2 separate regions of the Anser cygnoides genome follow, and region 2 is linked to region 1. Evidence: chromatin contacts called from public Hi-C data. All regions are on one chromosome and are shown on one strand. The core of a region is the stretch at or near the end of the contact, and the rest is flanking DNA. Distances in the headings are between cores, read along the strand shown. Region 1 holds the start of JADE2 (jade family PHD finger 2). Region 2 overlaps JADE2 (jade family PHD finger 2).

What was found. Hi-C and Micro-C count contacts between places; a contact is called where the count stands out from the background.
Region 2: a contact with region 1 is called in a Hi-C map of liver, with 1.8 times the contacts expected there. The contact joins the enhancer-like site here to the promoter of JADE2 in region 1. A contact is called at or near these places in 2 of 7 Hi-C or Micro-C datasets (both in liver).

What each region holds. Positions count from the first base shown.
Region 1 is chr14:3,129,053-3,132,369 of Taihu_goose_T2T_genome, reverse strand. It overlaps JADE2 (jade family PHD finger 2), which reads right to left and starts at 2,010. Exons shown (of 12, transcript XM_067005584.1): 1 at 1,796-2,010.
Region 2 is chr14:3,185,563-3,189,272 of Taihu_goose_T2T_genome, reverse strand. JADE2 (jade family PHD finger 2) reads right to left here. Exons shown (of 12, transcript XM_067005584.1): 10 at 923-1,040. Among named protein-coding and RNA genes, the nearest start is that of SAR1B, 45 kb to the left of the region's middle. Within about 2 kb of position 1,337, at least 2 of the 3 cell types and tissues checked have open chromatin away from gene starts, as enhancers often do. A contact at or near this core is called in liver, where this site is marked.

The sequences.
Region 1 (3,317 bases), core at 761-3,260:
GGAGCGGGGCCGCTCCTCCCCAGCTGCCAGCTCCGTTGGCTGTCTTGGCTCCTGGGGGCACAATTTAACCTCATTTAAATTTAAAACAAAACAAGCCCTCGTTTACTTCCTGTGCTTTGCCTTTTTCCAAATCTAGCAGGGGATTATTTTTTTTTTCTTTCTTCTTTTCTTTATTGCTCGCATTTATAACTTTCCTTTTCTGCCTTGTTACCCTCTAATTACCCATCCTTTCTGCAGCAAGCCCGGACGTATCGCAGGTAACCGGGAAGGTTACCGCGGGCACCCAGGGCCACCCCTGCCTTCGTGCAGGACCGCGTGGGGCACGGCGCGCAGCCGGAGCCCCCTCCTGCTGGTCTCGGGGCACCCACAGCCCGGAGCAGCATCAACAGGAGCCACGGCCACTCGCAGCTTCGCAGGAGACACCCGGAGGAAGCCAAAGACCTGTCCTTAGTAAAACGCCTCAGTTCGAGGATCACCTGTCCACCGACTTTCGGGACTTGGTGTCAACCACTACCAGCAGCCACCGATACTCCAACTGAATTTCATCTCCCCGCCTAGAAATCTAGCACGTCCCCTTCCAATTCTTTGCTGCGAGCCTTCGTTTTTAGCGATCAGCCTCAATTTTCCTAGGAAAAACAAATTTAACCTTTGATTTAACCTTTCGGCGAGCTATTTTTACTCCTATCTCAAGCTTATTTTAACCTCGGTAGCCAATAAACGCTTAAAGGTCAAACCCCATTCCTAAGAGCCCGGCTTCACCCCTGGGAGGAAGGCTGAGATCACGGATTTTTCCGGGGCAGAATCCCCTCTTCCGAAACCGTCCCAGCGGCAGGAGGGGCCGGGCACAGAACCAGAGGAGGGAAACAGCGCCGGGCGAAGCTGGGGGGGGATGTCGAAATGCCTCCTGCCCTCCTCGGGATGCTCGGGGATGCTCGGGGATGCTCGGGGATGCCGGCTGCCCCCGGTACGCGCACCCGCTGCCCCCGAGCCGGGCACCCCGGCGGCTCCCCCGCCTTGGCATCGCTGCCCAACTTCCACGTCGCAGCGAGCGGGGATGGGGGCACGGCTCGGCACGGTAAAGCACAGCATGGCACGGCTCGGCATGGCACGGCACGGCTCGGCACGGTTCAGCACGGCACAGCACAGCACGGCACGGCTCGGCACGGCACAGCACGGCTCGGCGGGCCGGAGGCAGGTGGGGAAGGCTCCGGGGCTGCAGCGGGGCGGCCCCGGGCCCCGGGCGGGATGGAGCCGGCCCCGCCACGCCCCCGGGCCCCGGCCCCACCGGGCACGGCCCCCGCCGCCGCCGCGCCCGCCCCCGGCGCCCCCCCGGGGATGAAAGGGGCGGGGGGGGGGGGGGGGACCCGGGATGTTGGGGGGGGGGGGGGGGGGGGCAGGGGGGGGGTGCCTGGTCGGGGCCGCGCAGCGCCCTCCCGGAGCCGCGGTGCGCGGGCACGGCGCGGGGCAGGCAGTGCCGCAGTCATTAATTCGGGGAGCGGAGCGGGGCGAGCGGCTGCAAAAGTTGTGTGCGCGGCCCCCCCCCCCCCCAACCCCCCCCTCCGTCCCGCTCCCCCCCCCCACACCCACACCCACACACCCCCCCCCCCGTACCGGGCAGGGACCGGCGTGCGCAACGCGCCCCCGGGGGAGGGGGGGGGAAGGAGGGGGAGAGGGGAGGGAGGGAAAATAATAAAAAAAAAATAAAAATTAAAAAAATAAATAAATAAATAAAAAGGGGAGGGGGGGGGAGAAGAAGCGCGCCCCCCCCCCCCCCCCCCCCGCAGTCCCCCCTTACCTTTGCCGGCGGCGCCTCCTCCGCCGGGCGCGCCGGGCTCCGGGGCTGCGGGCGGGGAGGGGCGGGGGCGGCGGCCGGGGCCGGGGCCGTTCCCGGGGCCGTTCCCGCAGCCCGGGCCGGGGGAGCCCCGCGGCCGCCTCACGCCGCTGCCATCGGCGGGGCCGCGCCGTCCGGGCCCCTCCTCGGGAGCGGGCGGCCCCCCCCTCCCCGCACACACACACACACCCACCCCCCCCCCCAACCCCCGGCCCCGCCGCCGCCGCCGCGATGGCCGCCCCGCCGCCGGGCCCTGCCCGCCCCTTTCTGTTTCTTTTTCTCGCCCCGCACTTCCTCGGGAGCTCCGCGCTCCGGCGGGCGGGGAAGCGACTTTGGGAGCCGGGCACGGAGAGGAGCAGCGGGGCTGCTGCTGCCGGTGGTGGTGCTGCTGGTGCTGGTGGTGGTGGCGGCGCCCCCCCCCCCCCAGCCCCCCTTCCCCTGCCCACCCCCGACCCCCCCCACCCCTCAATTCCCCCCGGCTCCGGCTCCAGGTGCGGGCAGCGCCGGTCCCATCCCGGGCCGGGCCGCGCCGCTCCTCACCCCCCCGCCGGCCGCGGGGGCCCCATGGCGCTGCCCGGAGCCCCGCACGCGTCCCGCCGGCACGGCTCGGCTCGGCTCGGCCCGGCCCCGCAACCTTCCCCCCCCCCCCCCGCACTCTTTTACCTCCTCTTCCCCCCCCCCCCCCCTTTCCCCAAGCTCCACTCCCCCTCTCCCGGCTGTGCACAGGCGTACACGGGGCCGCTGCTGCAACCTTAAAAAAAAATCGGCTTATACTTAAAAAAAAAAAAAAAAAAAAAAAAAAAAAAAGCCTTTTGGCGCCATATTAATGACGTACTTAAAATTTGCCATTTCTCCTGCGTCAAAAAGACGGTTCTGGCCCGGCGCGGAGAGGAGCCGCGCCCCCCCCCGCCGCGCACCCGCGCGCCCCACGCGCGGCGCCGCGGACACGCGTGGCCGAGCTCCGCGGGGTGCGGGGCGGGGTGCGGAGCGGCTGGGCCCCGCTGCAAGCCCCCGCGTGAGCCGGCACGGCACGGCACGGCACGGCACGGCACGGCCGGCCCAAAGTTGGCCGAGTTGCCGCGGAGCGGTGCGGTGCCCCCCCCGGTGCGGTTCCCCCCCCCCCGGTGCGGTGACCCCCCGGGTGCTGCCCCCACGGCCGGTGCCCGCTCAGGGCTGCCCACCGGTGAGGGATTTTCCCCGGATTAACCCAGCGGCTGCCCAGGCAGGCACGGTTCCTTAAATAAAAGCAGTATGAATGGGATGCAGTGGTCCGTACGATGCGCGTCTTCCCAAAGTCCACGAGGCCCCGACGGTCAAGTTGCAGAAGTTGGCTCGCTCTGTTTCAAACCGCTGCTGTGGGAGATGAAAACTCAGTTTAAAGACGGTCCCTCAGTCACAACCCACTACCATCCCTTGGGTCCCGTAAGCAGGGCACCTCTTAAGAGTTCCCCAACTTACTGACCACTCCCAGCCAGGGCCACCAGCA
Region 2 (3,710 bases), core at 88-2,587, 58 kb before region 1:
CCGGGGGATTTTGGCTCCTCGCAGCGTGCCTCAGGCCCCCATGCCGCCCAGCTCCGGCCACGGAGAGGGATCTGCACAGGATCCAAGCCCCACACGTCTCAACACGCACACGTCTCGGCCTCCAGGACTTTAGTCAAAGGAAACTTTTGTAAAGGAAAGCTCAGCCCAGACAGTTCCTGAAGAAACCCCAAACATGTGATGGCTTCAAATGCAACTCCAAAGCCACAAACACAACAAGCGTCGGCAGAGTCTGCCAAAGCGCCAGATGCTGCTTCTGGAAAAACTGTTCTGCAGCCACGGTGCTTGGGTCCTGCGCTGCCACTGAAAAAAGGAGGAGGGATGAGGAGCTGTGGGCTTGGGCACTGCTCGTTAAAGCGAAAAAAAAAAAAAAAAGGGACAGAAGGAAAGCAACTTTATTTCAGTTCCTTAAAAAAAGGTGCCAGAGGCTCTGCATGAAGTTTGTGTGACGCACCCCGCTGACCAGTGCGTGGAGCAGGGAGAAAGAACTACAGGCCACCAGGGTTAAAGGAGGTAAAAGCCATCCCGTCAGCAGCTTAACTTCAAAAAGGAGGAGGCAGAACAAAGCTCTCCTCGGCAGCACCCCCACGACATCCCCCGGGCTGCTGTGTCAGCATCAGCACCTAGCCACACGATTCCTCCGAGTGCTGCCCGCGGAGAGGGGGATCGGGAGGGGTGCGTGAAAGCACGGACCTCCGGCACTCCGCTCACCCAGGGCACGGCTTTATTGTGTGCTTCTGAGCAGAACTGTCCACGTTTCAGGAGCTGACACACGAACCGTGCTGCTGCAGCCCAGCAGGGCAGGGGCGGCTCTGGGTTCCTTTGGGTGGGGGACTGAGGTTTGGGTGTCGGAGGAGGGCTCTCACAGCATCGGTGAGAACAAGCTCTTGCAAGCGGTACTGACCTGGGTAAAGATCTTTCTCAATAAGCTTCATCTGGAGATGGAAGATCTGCTCCTGGAGTTTACAAATGGTGTGTTTCATTTTCTCCCGTCTCGTCACCATGTAACAGAGATTTCTAACCTACAGAAACACAAGAAACAGCGTTCATTTAGGCAGGGCTCGAAGGAGGTCCCCTGAAGCTGTGCGGCTGCTTCTGCTCCCGGGGTTTCCATCCTCTCATCTCGGCCTCGCCCGGGCCGCACCACCAACTCCTACCGGGGCTCCTCGGTTACGGCAGGGCTTTGGGAGGGGGCAGAAAGCAAAGCAGCTGTGGCAGCACATCTCTCTGCAGAGCCCCGCACATCCTGCCAGTGTTTTGGGGCGAGGAGGAGGTCTGGGGGCACCACCCCTCAAGCTGGAGCAGCCTCCCTGGGGAACACGACCTGCACCCATCTCTGGGGTGGCATTACAAGCCCCGCGTGCATGGGGTGCTCAGCACCGTCACTGCGCCGAGCAGGACGCCTGCCCCTCTGCTGCACGGCGCCCAGCCTGTCGCACGTCGGGGCTGTCACTCTCTCCTACCTTCTTCTGACCGCAAACAACGAGCAAGTTAATCGTTAACCTCTCCTTCACAGGCCTGAACTCACCAGCAGGATCTGCACGTCAGCATCTGTGCTTTCAGGGGCACCAACTCAGCCCAGATATCGGCACGGAGGCTGGCAAACAGGGCCGTGTGTGCGGCACTCTGCTCCGAGCAGCCGCGACTGGCTCCCAGCGTCTGCGGCAGCGCATCCTTCGAGCCGGGCTTTGCTAAAGGTCAGCGCACGAAGGGAGCAGAGCCAGGAGAAGCCCAGGTCCCTCACCCAGGAATCGTACGTGGGTACGGCAACGGCACGGACGCACAGACGGCTGTAATCCCCCGTTAATTGTTCACAGGCCTAACGAAGGCCTAAGATCCTCTGCGGGACTCTGAAAATCTCAGAGGCGGGGGTGCCGCGGAGGAGCGCTGTAACACAGAGCTTTTAGAGGAACCAGTTGGTTTTGGCCTCGAGATAAAGATGCTGCTGGAAGCTCTGGTGAGCATTTACTTGGCTTCCTGGCCCCATGGAAGAGGGAAGCACCAGGTACGCCGGGGTGCCCGTCCCCAGCACTGGCTCCTCCACAGGCCGGGGCGCAGGCTGCCTTCCCGCAGGCCCGCTGGGGCGAGCTGCGGGCTGCAGCATCCCAGCACCCGGGGACGACTCAGGAGCACTCACACACACGCAGTGAGAGAAAAGCTCTTTTGTCGTTTTGTTTTGTTTGTTTTTTTCCCCAACCCCCTAGCTGTAAATACCGAGAAGCGAGCTACATGCTGTATATTTTACTACGTTCTCTTCTTCTTTTTTTTTTTTTTTGTTCTGGATGGAAGAAAACATCCAACTAAAATTTCTTTATGAGGAAAACAACTGCCTCTGGCAACCGGTATATCAAAGCGTTTGGCGGTATCTCTTCTCTGTGATTTTATATTCCTGGAAGAAAACATCGCTTGTGCTCTGCTTAGAGACTGCTGGTATTTACACACACTTAGACAGCTAAACACCGCCCCGCGCTGCTTCCCCAAGCCAAGCTGAGATGCTGGTAGGAAAGCCTGGAAACCATATAGCTTTTTGGTACAGCTAATTTAAACAACCAGCTACTGGAAAAAGCTTTAAAAAAATACAGAGGAATCAAAGAGGGCCAAAGAGATAAGTCAGAGGGACTACGTTAGGATTCCCAGGGGACCGGGAGTTCCTACAGACTTCATTTGCTGACTTTGGGGGTAAGGGGTGGATAAGGGATGGCAGAGGGCAATGCAATCGCCCCGCCTGCCTCCGAGCTACCTGTCCTGCTGATTCTGCTTACCCAGCTCTCGGATGGAGACACCATCATCAGCCCTGACAGCGCAACTGTTTCTGCCACATTCGTTGCTGAAAACACGAAACCAGCACCGTGATGCCCCAGCCCACGGCTGCGGGGATGCTGTCGGAGGGCTGCCCACGCAGGACGCTGCTCTCCGAGCCCTGCTTGGTGCCAAGCCACCCACGTAGGCAAGGCAGGGCAGCTGGGATGGGCTGCAAGGCGGAGACCTGGGGTGTGTGAGTGGGAATGGGACAGAAAGGGGTCCCCCTTCGCAGCACCGGGCTTCCACCTGGCCAGCCTGTATGGATCCCCCCCTTGGAAGAAGAGCAAGCGAACAGATCTTCCAGGGAGGTGCTGGGCAGAGGCTGAACGCTGATGGGGAATAACCCTGCGAAGCCTGAAGGCAGCTCTGGAAAATGAGAGACGTGGTAAAGCTTGTGGTTCTGGCACGGCCAGGGGCCGTACCCCGACGCACCACGGCTCGGTGCAGGCAGGGCGCTCTCGGGACGCTGCGGAGGCATGAGCATATCTGCAGAGCTAACCTCAGCCCTCGGCTCATTTTCAGATGTTGCCTGGAGAGATGCTGGGGGCTGCCATCAGCCAAAATCCACCCTGGACAGGTGAGAGCCATACGGGACAGCTCAGCACAGCAGTCTGTACGGGGATGCACACAAATACCCCAAGCGCCCAGTTTTCTCGGGCCCTGTTTGAGGGGCTCTGTATCTTCAGAAGCTCCCAGCCTGGAGGAGCGGGGGGACTTTGGGGGCACACTGAACATGTGGGAGGAGCAGCAGTGTCTGTGCCAGCCCTGGCCCCGTTTGGGCTCTGAACAAACACCGCTGGCTCCCACTGCAGCCAGGACCGACCTGAGCACGGGGACGCTGCACTGGTCCCAGTCCTGGTGGGAGCAGCCAGCCCAACACAGAGACCAAA